Regions from separate parts of the Mus musculus genome. Here region 2 is linked to region 1. Evidence: chromatin contacts called from public Hi-C data. All regions are on one chromosome and are shown on one strand. The core of a region is the stretch at or near the end of the contact, and the rest is flanking DNA. Distances in the headings are between cores, read along the strand shown. Region 1 has its middle 7.2 kb from the start of Gm41036. Region 2 holds the start of Mrps27 (mitochondrial ribosomal protein S27).

The links. A called contact is a pair of places that touch in the nucleus more often than the background predicts.
Region 2: a Hi-C map of the C2C12 cell line shows a contact between it and region 1, with 3 times the contacts expected there. The contact joins the promoter of Mrps27 here to the enhancer-like site in region 1. A contact is called at or near these places in 17 of 39 promoter capture datasets (the 3T3-L1 cell line, 3T3-L1-derived adipocytes, the C10 cell line and 9 more), 7 of 484 Hi-C or Micro-C datasets (the C2C12 cell line, bone marrow-derived macrophages, muscle stem cells and 2 more), 13 of 115 datasets of contacts at active chromatin or transcription factors (bone marrow-derived macrophages, cardiomyocytes, embryonic hindbrain and 7 more) and 3 of 9 other capture datasets (adipose tissue, liver and macrophages).

Annotation. Positions count from the first base shown.
Region 1 is chr13:99,166,489-99,172,133 of GRCm38.p6, forward strand. No RefSeq gene overlaps it. Among named protein-coding and RNA genes, the nearest start is that of Gm41036, 7.2 kb to the right of the region's middle. Within about 2 kb of position 3,178, at least 37 of the 459 cell types and tissues checked have an H3K27ac peak or open chromatin away from gene starts, as enhancers often do. A contact at or near this core is called in the C2C12 cell line, the SN4741 cell line, adipose tissue and 4 more, where this site is marked.
Region 2 is chr13:99,342,437-99,347,897 of GRCm38.p6, forward strand. It overlaps Mrps27 (mitochondrial ribosomal protein S27), which reads left to right and starts at 2,350. Exons shown (of 11, transcript NM_173757.3): 1 at 2,350-2,439. The coding sequence starts at 2,367. It overlaps Ptcd2 (pentatricopeptide repeat domain 2), which reads right to left and starts at 2,242. Exons shown (of 10, transcript NM_026873.2): 1 at 2,128-2,242; 2 at 877-969. The coding sequence starts at 2,233.

The DNA of each region.
Region 1 (5,645 bases), core at 1,928-4,427:
TGTTCCTCCAAAGAATATTGATTTTTTTTTATAGCAGGTAGAAACAAAGTATTAGATATCAGTTCAGCTTGAGCCTTAATCAGATTGCTCCGAGTCTGTGCACATGGGTGAGCCAGGGGCAGACGGAGGATGATCTGAGTTTATAAGCAGATTTTGAGATTCTCCCTTGGTGATGTTTCTTACAAGAATTTCTTCCCTCACTTCCCAGCTGTTGTAACTGCCTTCATATTTACCTCCAGCTTCTCATAATGGATAACTGGACATCTGGAATCTCATGGAACTAAAAACTGTACAGCAAAGGAAGCAAGCGAGTGAAGACACGACCTAAAGGATGGGAGGAAACACTGGCCAGCTATTTATCTGTCAGAGTGTTAGGAACTAGAATATGTCAAGAACTAAAACAAATCAAGAAAACAAAATGATCAAAAGTAGAAATGAATGTTGGCTCTCAAAATACAAAAGAAAGAAAAGAAGGAAGGGAGGGAAGGATGGAGAGAGATCGAGAGTGAGAGCGAGAGAGGAAGAAGAAGGAGAAGGAGAAGAAGAAGAGGAAGAGGAAGAGGAAGAAAGAAAAAAGGTTCCGAAGTACCGCATGCTGGTGTAACCCAGCCCTTGTACCACCAGATGCAAGGCAGAGACACCGTTTCCTGGAAGGTTATGGGTGAGCCAGTTTGGAGTGCACAGCGTGACAGGAATACCAGCAGAGACTCAGCCTTAACAAGGTGGAATGAAAGAGCTGGCTCAGGAGACTTATTCACTAACTACCACATATGCATTAGAGCATGCGATGCCTCCCACATATCACCAATAACACAACAACAACAACAGAGCTACCATATAGCACAGCTCTACTGTTCTTGGGAATACCCCAAAGGACTCTCTAACCTGCTGCAGGGCTACCTGCACATCAGTGTTCATTGTTACTCTATTCACAATAGCTAGGGAATAAAATCAACCTAGGCATTCAACAGCAGCTAGATAATGAAAATGTAGTGTACCTACACCATGGAATTTTATTTAACTGTAAATAAAAATAAAATCATTAAATCTGCAGGAAATGGATCGAAATGGGAAACAGTATCACTGGTGACAGAACTGAGCTCCACAGAGGCAGACATGTTTTCTCGAATGTAGGGGCTTCCTTTGAATTTTCAGATTTGTGTGTGTAACCTGAGTGCCTGTAGAGGTGAAGATGCCAGAAAGGAGACGGGGGTGTGGGGGGGGTGGGGGGGTGGAGGTGGAGGTAGGGGTGGGGGGTAGGGGAGGGAGGGAAGTAGGAGAGGAGGGAGAGGGGCTTTACGGAAGAGAAGAGAGTACAATATATTACCTGAGAGAAGATAAGGGTACTGGGAATGCAAAGTTTAAATGGGGATGGGGGAAGAGTGGGAGAGACAAGGAGCTGACGTGGAAAGCTAACCAAGACTAAGATATGTGGAAACTTACTTGATAACCAAATTAAAAACACATCAGAAGGAGAAGACAACGATGGTGAAAAGGAAGAGGGGGTGAGTTTGAAGGAAGGTACCCAGCATATGTGGACAATGCTTTTCTTAGAAGTCGTGTGCTATTACATGAAAATCCCAATGCTCCCAGTGGGACCTCCCAGAGACCTCCAGAATGACATGGCTGGTTGCATTGCCCACTAGGAGAGGTGACAATATGCCATTGCTGAGGATGCCACACCTTTTGATTGCCAGACAGAGAGATCAAGCTAAGACTGAGCTGGCAGCTTCAGAGCTGGAAGGCGCTATGCGGGCTGTTGGAGGAGACATGGCGTCAACTATTGTTCCCAGGTGTGAACATCGAAGACTTCAATGTCAATCTGCCGGGCAAGAGGTCCCCACTGTGCAACGGTGGTATGGCCGTTGTGCGGTAACCAATTCCTGACTGGATTTGAGCCTACTTCACAGGAGAGAGTTGTGCCTAGTCCTGGAAACCTCACCGAGAGTCCAGTGGAGACGTGATAGACCCTAGATGGCAACATGCTACTGTCACTTGGCTAAAGTACACTGTATCAAATTTCCTTCTAAATATTTATGTTTATAACCATGTCAGGGATGCTTTCAGTCTTGGCCAGAGAAGCTTCTGTTGGCACTGGAAGGCAGTTCACGAAGACTGGTAATAAGTGAGCATTGAGTGCTTAGCTCTTAAGTAGGAGATCTGTATTGCCCCCCACCCCCGAAAGGGCCAGACATCATTGTGGGAAAGAATATAAGGGCAGGGTATGAGAAGCAGTGACTACCCTGTGGACCTGACCTGGCTCTTAGACCCATTTACACATAGCACACGTGGCTGTCTACACAGAAACCATTAACATTCTATCACAAATGGGAGAGGGGCTTATGAAACTCTATCTTACCTGAAGGGCTACAGGCAGCTAAGGCTGGGGGAGAGAGAGTCACATTCCTTAGTGGTGTGAGTTTTCTTTGTTCAAACAAACAACCCCCCGACCATGCAACCATAATTAAACACAGTGGGCAGCAAAAAACGACATGGAAGTGAAAGGAGGCCCTGTTGGGAAGAAGGGGTTTAGTGGGAGGGGGAACCAGTAGTGACTATAATCGAACTAATTATACACATTTCAAATGGTGAGAGAATAAGTAATAGTTTAATAAATTAAAGTCTACTTAATAATGTGTATAGATAGGTGTAAAAGAAGAGATCTGGTTCATCACGATGGTAAGGCATGGTCTTGGATGTGTCAGACAGCCGGCCACACTGCCTCTGCCTTGGGAAGCAGAGACAGACGAGGGTGGGTGCTGTGTTTGTGTTCTTCATCCTTTCACTTCGTCTAAGACCCTAGCCCATAGGATAGTGCTACCCACACTCAAGGTTAGTCTTACCCCCTCTGTTAATGCTCTCTGGAAATGCCCCGGTGACATGCTCAAAGATGCTCTCAAAGGTTTGTCTCTTAGGCCACTTTTAAATCCCCTACATTGACAATGAAGAGCAACCATGGCAGCAACGGAGAGGCAAGAGGCTCTTCTCCTTATGATTGCAAGTGGAGTCATGACTGTAGTTTGTGGTCAGGACAAGACTCAGTCCCTGCAGAATAGTCCCCAGCTAGGGAAGAGGCCTGCCAAGTGACTTGGGCACACTCCCAACCCTGGGTGTTTCTGGGAGAAGCTCTGACGTGGCTGAGGAGGGAGTGCACTCTGGCTCTCAGGCCTGCAAGGCTGACTGGGCAAGCTGCACTCCAGATGTTTATGTCGTTCATTCACTGCTAACCCTGGGTGCAGCAGTGTCCAGGGCAGCGGCTGTGCCACCTGATGCTGTGGAGAACCGTCTAGATAGACAACCACTAGCCACGTACAGCGTCAGGCTAGCCTGAGTAGGGACATGTGCTAAAGGTAATGGTTTTGAAGTGTTAATGTAAAACTGATTGTAAAGTCTCTCTTCAATATTTGTGCTGATTCTGTGTCTAAATGGTGATATTTTAACACACTGTACTGAATAAAATATATAATTGAAATTTCCTTCTAATGTGGTCACTAAAACTACTTGGACTCATATGGACCATCCATGTTTATTTGTATCCGTCATCACTGGACTAGGTGACCCTCTCACTACTAGGTCCCATGGAAACAGGTAGCATCGGGTAGCAGGTTTCCAGTCCGTAAAACATAATCTCCACTCAAAGTAGCATAAAGAGTAAAGAGGTGATGTGTCCAAGGTTTGAAAATAAAGGTTACTGACATAGCATCTCAGTGGGTCCTGACACACTCTTGTCGTGTTCCCACTCTGCCCTCATCCGGCACAATTCAAAGTCAGCGGATGGTGACATTTTAAGGGTCACATCCAGATATTGTGTATGTCCAGGGAAAATAAAACCATGCAGAGATTTCTTTCTTCATCTCTCTCAGAAGGGATGGTGTCTTTGCAGTGTTCCTCCCAGTCCTCTCTCCCAAATTCCAGTTCCATGTGTTTTCTCTGATATCTTGACCCATAAGATACCTGCAGTTAAAATAATTCCATTTTATTTCAGCAGAGGGCGTTCCTTTCCTTCTGGGAGCATAACCAGCTCTTAGTCACAGAAGACTAAGACTCTAAAAAAGGCCGTAAGAATAGTTTCAAAATTGGAAAGGATAGGCTGAGGAGCACTCATTATCCAACCTGATGACCTCATTTCCTGTGTGGGAATTGCTCAGAATCCCAAGTTCTGTTGAGGCTTAGCTAAGAGCTGGAATTTAGACTACTTACTGTCAACTCAGTGTGTAGCCTCATGAGTACCCACAGCTCTCACTGGGCATTCACTAAGTAAGAGTAGGCTTAGCCCATTTACATTTAATGTAATTACTCGTGACTTGCAGGTCTAGTCTATTATATTGTTTGGTGATTCTGGAATGTCCTACCTCATTTATCATCTCTCTCTCTCTGTGTGTGTGTCTGTCTGTCTCTCTCGCTCTCTTTTTCTATCTCTGTCTCTCTCTGTCTCTCTCTCCTTGACTCTGGATTGGCTAAGTTTTTAAAGTATTGTTTTTCTCTTTTATTTGTTTAGAAATTTTGTTATTTTAGAATTATCTATTTTTTGGTAGCTAGTCTAAAATTATAGTTTCTACCAAATATTTTATTTTAACCTTGCATTACTGATCTTAATCTTGTCCTATGTAGTTTGGTAATATCAAATTTTTACTTACATCTCAACTAACTTGCTATTTATCAACTTATAATTCTATGCAATTTTAAAACATTTTTACTAGATAAGTTGTTTGTCCTTATTTCTTTTTGCATCTTGGGTTTTGGACTTTGGGTCTTACATCCAGATGCTTTTATTTCACCCTTAAGTATGAGTTCTGGGACTTCCAAAACTCATTTAAGCAAATGATAATAGAATTTTTGATACTAGAATTTTAGGATTCTAAGTGACCATATGTTTTCTTTCACTGCTGATCATATTATTTATTTATTTATTTATTTATTTATTTATTTATTTATTTATTTATTTATTTGAGATAGGGTTTCCCTGTGTAGCCCTGGCTGTCCTGGAACTCACTCTGTAGACCAGGCTGACCCCGAACTCAGAAATCCACCTGCCTTTGCCTCCCAAGTGCTGGGATTAAAGGCACAAGCCACCACTGCCCGTTTTATTGCCTTTTAACTTCCATTATTGACTTTGAAAAGTCAGCTATTTTACACCTTTGAAGGTAACACGTTCTCCCTGTGTATACACAAACCATCAGTTCCTGTGGCTCCACTGTGTTATATCTGGGAGTGCTGTGTATCGACATGCTAGTGTTCCTGATCTATGGATATATGTCTTTGATCATTTCTTATATAACCTTATGGTTGGTGACTAAAAATACCAGCAACTGCCGTCTCCAATGCTCTTGGGTCTGCTTGTGTTGCCTGTTATTTCTGTTGTGTTTGATTTTTCTCTGTGTGCTTGTATCTGTGTATGAGTGGTTATTCTTGGCACTCATACTTTAAGGTATTTGAGAATCAATAGCATCTTTTTCCAAAGAGAATTTTCTTTTTCTTTTGATGAATTCTTACATTTCAAATACAGATCAAACCAAAGCCAAAATTAGTGGCTCTCTGGACCACCTCTGTAACATAAATCAGGACAGAAATTCTTTTCAAGAATTTGTCTACTTACAATTCATGTTGTCTGAAGAAGCTGCCATTCTGGAATGACAGCTTGAAGT
Region 2 (5,461 bases), core at 1,100-3,599, 180 kb after region 1:
ACAGAGGGAATGAACACAAGATTGCTAAGATATGACAGGGACTAAAGCCAAAGAACTGGTGTCCTCATGTTTTTAGTGCTTTTTACATGTTTTAAATATTTTGATTTTATGCAGGCATGCATGTCTGCACAAAGGTTTGTGCACATTTATGCCTGCAAAGACCAGAAGAGGGCAACGGAGGAGTTGAAGCTAGACCATTATAGGCAGTTCTAAGTCACCCAATGTGAGTGCTAGGAACCGAACTCAGGCTCTCTGGAATAGCAGCAAGCACTTTTAACTCCTTAAGTATCTCTCAAAAGTAGGAGGGAAAAAAAAAAACCAGTATAATGACCCTCATCTGGCAATCAGTCTTAACAGGTGCCAAGTTTGCTAATTTTGATTCTTCTGTGTAGCCTAAATACAGTGAGCTTTTCAAAGTAAATCCTAGATTCTAAAGTGTGAAAAATCCAAATGTACTACCACACCATGGTCTTACTGACCTACAAGTATATCACAGGTCTACGGTATACTTAATCAACATTTGAAAGCCTGGACTCTTGAACTATGTAGTCTATTCCAATCTGCTGCCTTTCCAAGTCTATCTCTATCGATCTCCCAATTGATGCTGATGATGGTCCTCAAATCATATTCTGAGCAGCAGAGATCTAGATGACTGGCCACAGGGCTAATATCACTATTTTCGTGGGGTTCCTAGGGGCAGGGCTAAAGGAAGAGCCATGGACTTGAAGTACCAGAGTCTGAGAGAAAGGGTTGATGAGGAAACTAATGGTCACTCTGTCTTTTTTCTCTCTATGAGATAGGTCTTGAAAGAGTGAATAGAGACAAAGGAGAAATATGAATGACAGACGATTAAAGAATTAATAAAACAGATATTACCTTTGGTGCCAGGTAGGTTATATGCAATAGCTATCTTCTTATGTTGAAATTCCTTTAACTTCACAATGTTATCTGTGAGTAGGTATCTTTTAGCTAAAAAGTAGAAAAAGAAAATAAAGTCATTTTGATTGCTCTCCCCCTCCCCCGCAGCAAATAAGAGCATGGTTGCCTCTAAAGGATCCATCCAGAGAGGTACAAATACTATATATCCCTGGTGAGAAGCAAACATCTCCAGTCAAGTATTGAATGCAAGTCTTACATTTGAAAGAGGTAGGGATTGATGGAGTGTGAAGACTGGTTGACAAGATGAGCTATGAAGAACAAATGGGCATTTGCTATCTAGTTGGGGGCTAGCAATGCAGACACCTACACACACACACACACACACTGCAGACACCTACACACACACACACACACACACACACACACACTTTTGCTTGGTTTATTTTGGGAGAAACATGAAATATTGGGAAAAGCTATATCATGACTTCCAGTTTTGAAACTTCGGCACTGAAGATAGCCTTTCAGATCTGGACTCAGTAACCCTAGATCAGAAATCACTGACCACAGATCAGCAAGTCTGGAATGTACCCTTCTGCATCGTTGGCTGTGCATGAGATAAAAACAGATGAACCGTGCACTGAGATCTGACACAGTAAGGTAGTAACAAAAATAGTTGTTTATGAAAAGGCAGTCCTGTGACGCTGTCAGATCTGGGTCTTTAGTTCAAATACAGCATCTGCCAGCTCCCTGTGACCTTGGGCGAGTGACAACCTTGTCTACTTCCTATTCTGTAAATGAAGAAGGGTACCTCTGTCACTGGATGCTATGTGTGTGTGTGCGCGCCCACATTATAATAATTTTATTATCAATAGCAGTCACGCCTTCAGAAAGGCGGTAAGGAATAATTTGGGGGATGAGGACGCCTGCCTCGAGTCTTTGAGAATGTAAGCAGCACAGCTTGGGTTCCCATCTCTTAAACTCCGCACCAAAACCTTGCAGAAAAGGACACCCGACGACTGAGGTATGTTCTCGAAGAGCAACTTGGACCTTTGCAAGTGCAGTCCCTAGCTGCCCTTTGCTTTCCAGGCACAGAGCAGAGGGGTTCACAGTCCGGAAGCAAACCGGGCTGCTCACGCGTGCAGCAAAAGGGAAAGGGCGCACGAGCCTCCTCCAAAAAGAGAGGCCGCGGTGGGCTCACGCTCCCTTCTCTTCCACCCTCCCTCCTTCCAGGCGTGCGGCCGCTCGTACCTCCGAGAGTGCAGCGGCAGCAGGCGGAGCCTGAGCCCGTCACCCCGGGATGCAGCGAAGGACGCGGCACCCGCAGGCGTTCCAGGGGCCGAAACACTGTAGCCATGTTGTTCCGGGCCGGGCTGCACCATCTGCGGGACCCGGGCAGGGGGGACCTCTGAGGTGGTAGGACCACTTCCGGCGGAGGCGGGCTCTGTGCCTGTCCCCCCACGCCCGCCTTCCACTTGGTGCGCTCCAAGATGGCGGCTCCCATGGTGCGGTGTGGGATGCTCCTGGCTCGGCGACTAGACGCGTCTCGCCTTTGCCTCGCAGGTTGGTGGCTGCTGCCTTGGAGCTGCAGCTCCATTTAGGCCTCCCAGCACGCTGTTTATTGAAGGAAGGGGGTGATGGGCTTCCAGGAAGCGCATAAGTGCGTCTGGGATCCGGTTGCTAGAGAAGCCGTTTAGGGTATTGGTAACCCAGAAAGGAAAAATAATCCCTCTTCTTTAAGGCTAGTACCCGCCATTCCAAACTTTTGAAAAGTAGGGGAAGGCTGTAGCATGAGGTTCTGCGTATGTCTTGCAAGTTTAATGTATTAAATTAGTAGACTTCTTGGTGATCATGAAAAACCCAAATATGTTCACTCCGTGGGCTAGAACAGTTTTCTTCCCCTGAGATTTCTTTGGAGGGTCATCAGGCAAAAGTTTTCCCTCACTGCCTTGTACTTGATGACCCGAACCCTTGGTCTTCATCTCCTGAAAGAATTTTTCAACACTAGCCTCACTTTACCTGGTGACCTTGGCCACAACTTCTGCCTGACATTTCTTTTTTTTTTTTTTTTTCCACCAGTAGGTAAACAAGCAGAGCGATTTGATGGCTTGAGTTGAATCACATAATCACTCAAAGCCTTTTTAGGGTACCTAATGGTGAAAATACGTTTTGAAGTTTTTGCAAAACCCGAGTTTGTAGTGCTTACAATCTCGTAATCCTTGAAGATGTGCCAGATAACAGAAGTAAAATGAACTAACCACACTTGGATGTTTGCAATGCTGCTTGTTTTCAATCAGACTCCCTTAACACCAGTCACAAAAAGAGAAGCAATGCTCACTTGCTCTCACTCCTGTAAGTGTACAGCCATTTAAAAACTCCACAGTTGTCCTCAAGAGTTTTCTAAAGATAAAGTGTTTGAACTACCTGGCAAGAACACTTCATATCACACATTTGACAAATTGATACGAACAATATTTGGCACTAAGAGTGCTTTGTAGAGCTATTTGGCATATTTAATTGTGATTGGTAGTAAATTCTTTGAAGTTTCATAAGACCCACACTAGTAGATACAGGAGAGTAAGTTGGTTGCTTATAATGGCTGGGGCAACTATTGTAACAAAGGAATGGAAACTACACAGAGCAACTTGAGAGAACCTTTACTTTGGCAGTTTATACTCTGAAGCTATCCCAACTTGGTAGTTGCTAGTACTTGTAGCTATTTAAATTTAAGTTGAAGATAAATAAGATTAAAAACTAAGTTTCTTCACGGCAGTTAGTGTTTTATGTGGTCAGTACATCCATGTAGCTGATGTCTTTTGTCTTGGACAATTTAAAATGTAACATTTTTATTTCTACAGAAGTTTTTTGGACACTGCATTAGACCACAGATGGAGGCTATAGGAAGGCAATATAAGTACATCAGTGTATAAATACCCTAATTCAAGTACTCAGCTTGTACAAATTCATGACAGATGAGTCAGTATATGCAACACTTTAAGACTTCTACATAGTCTACTTAAAATAGGATGAAAGAATACAGCCCAAATGATCAAAAAGATAGAAGAAAAATGAACTGAGATAGAGCAACAACAGGTATGTGAAAAGGACAGGGGAAGGAAACTTACTGGGTACCATAATTCGTAGACAGGCATTAGTGAGCCTTAACCACCCTGCTGATAGGTGGTATCCCTCATTTTGTGTATGATGAAAAAGATACAGAGGTGTATGATCTGCCCAATCTTCATAGCATTTATTATTGGCACCACAAGGGCTAAAAGTTAAATTGTGCTGCTAAAGCTTGTCTATTTTCACAATCACATTATTTTCTTATTTTAAAAACAAAACAAACAAACAAAATGCTTGGAGACATTTTGAATGGCACGTGCAGAGGGGGACTGGCAAGGCCCAGACCTAAGCCTGTGAGTCTGAAGACTCTTACTCATTCAGATGTGTTTTGAGCACTTTGAATGTTGTTACTGGGTTACTTGTCGGATAAGTAGAATCTCTCTGCAATCTGGGCCTACAGAGAAACTATCTGCATTTTAATGAGACTCATATGCATAAAAAGTTTGAGAGTCTGATCTAGATCTTCCACTTTGTGTCCATCTCCTTTCATCTTTTGCCCCTGGCTGTAGAAATTCTTTGGTTGTGACGTTATTAGAACCTCAGCTTGTATGCAGTGATGGAGAAACCTTTGCTCTTTATGACTTTATGACACGCACAAAGCATCATAGAAAGATGTGTGTGTGTGTGTGTGTGTGCGTGTGTGAATGCATGCTTGCATCGTGCTTTTATGAATGCATGTATGTAGAGGCTAGAAATCAAAGTTAGGTGTCATCCGCAGTCACTCTTCACTGACATAAAACTCAGGTTGTAATCCTTGTGTGATCTGTTATGATCTCTGGGTAGCTGCCTTTTATTTTAGAGTTCCTTCTCTTCACATGCAGTACAACTCACTCACTGAAGTACACAGTTGTGTGACTTTCAGCATTGTGCAAGCATCTTTCCAACCAACTCAGGATGTTTTTATCACACTCTATATCTCTTGTTGCTAGTCACTCTTACTCCCTCAGCCCCCGTCCCCAGTTCTAGGTGACATGTGACCTGCTTCCTTTCTTTAGATTCCCCTATTCTAATGCTTCTTTTAAGTGGGACATAATTTGAGGCTGGTATCTTTCACTTACCATAATGTTTTCAGGATTCTTTTTTTTTTAAAGGTTTATTTATCTATGTATGTGAGTACACTGTAGCTGTCTTCAGACACACCAGAAGAGGGCATCAGATTCCATTACAGATGGTTGTGAGCCACTATGTGGTTGCTGGGAATTGAACTCAGGGCCTTCGGAAGAGCAGTCAGTGCTCTTAACTACTGAGTCATCTCTCCAGCCCAGGATTCTTATTTTTAAATCGCTAAATAGTGTTTCATTACAATGATATACCAAGTCTTGGTATAAACTCTTTGCTTGCCGGCCAGTGGTGGCGCACGCCTTTAATCCCAGCACTTGGGAGGCAGAGGCAGGCGGATTTCTGAGTTTGAGGCCAGCCTGGTCTACAGAGTGACCAGGACAGCCAAAACTATACAGAA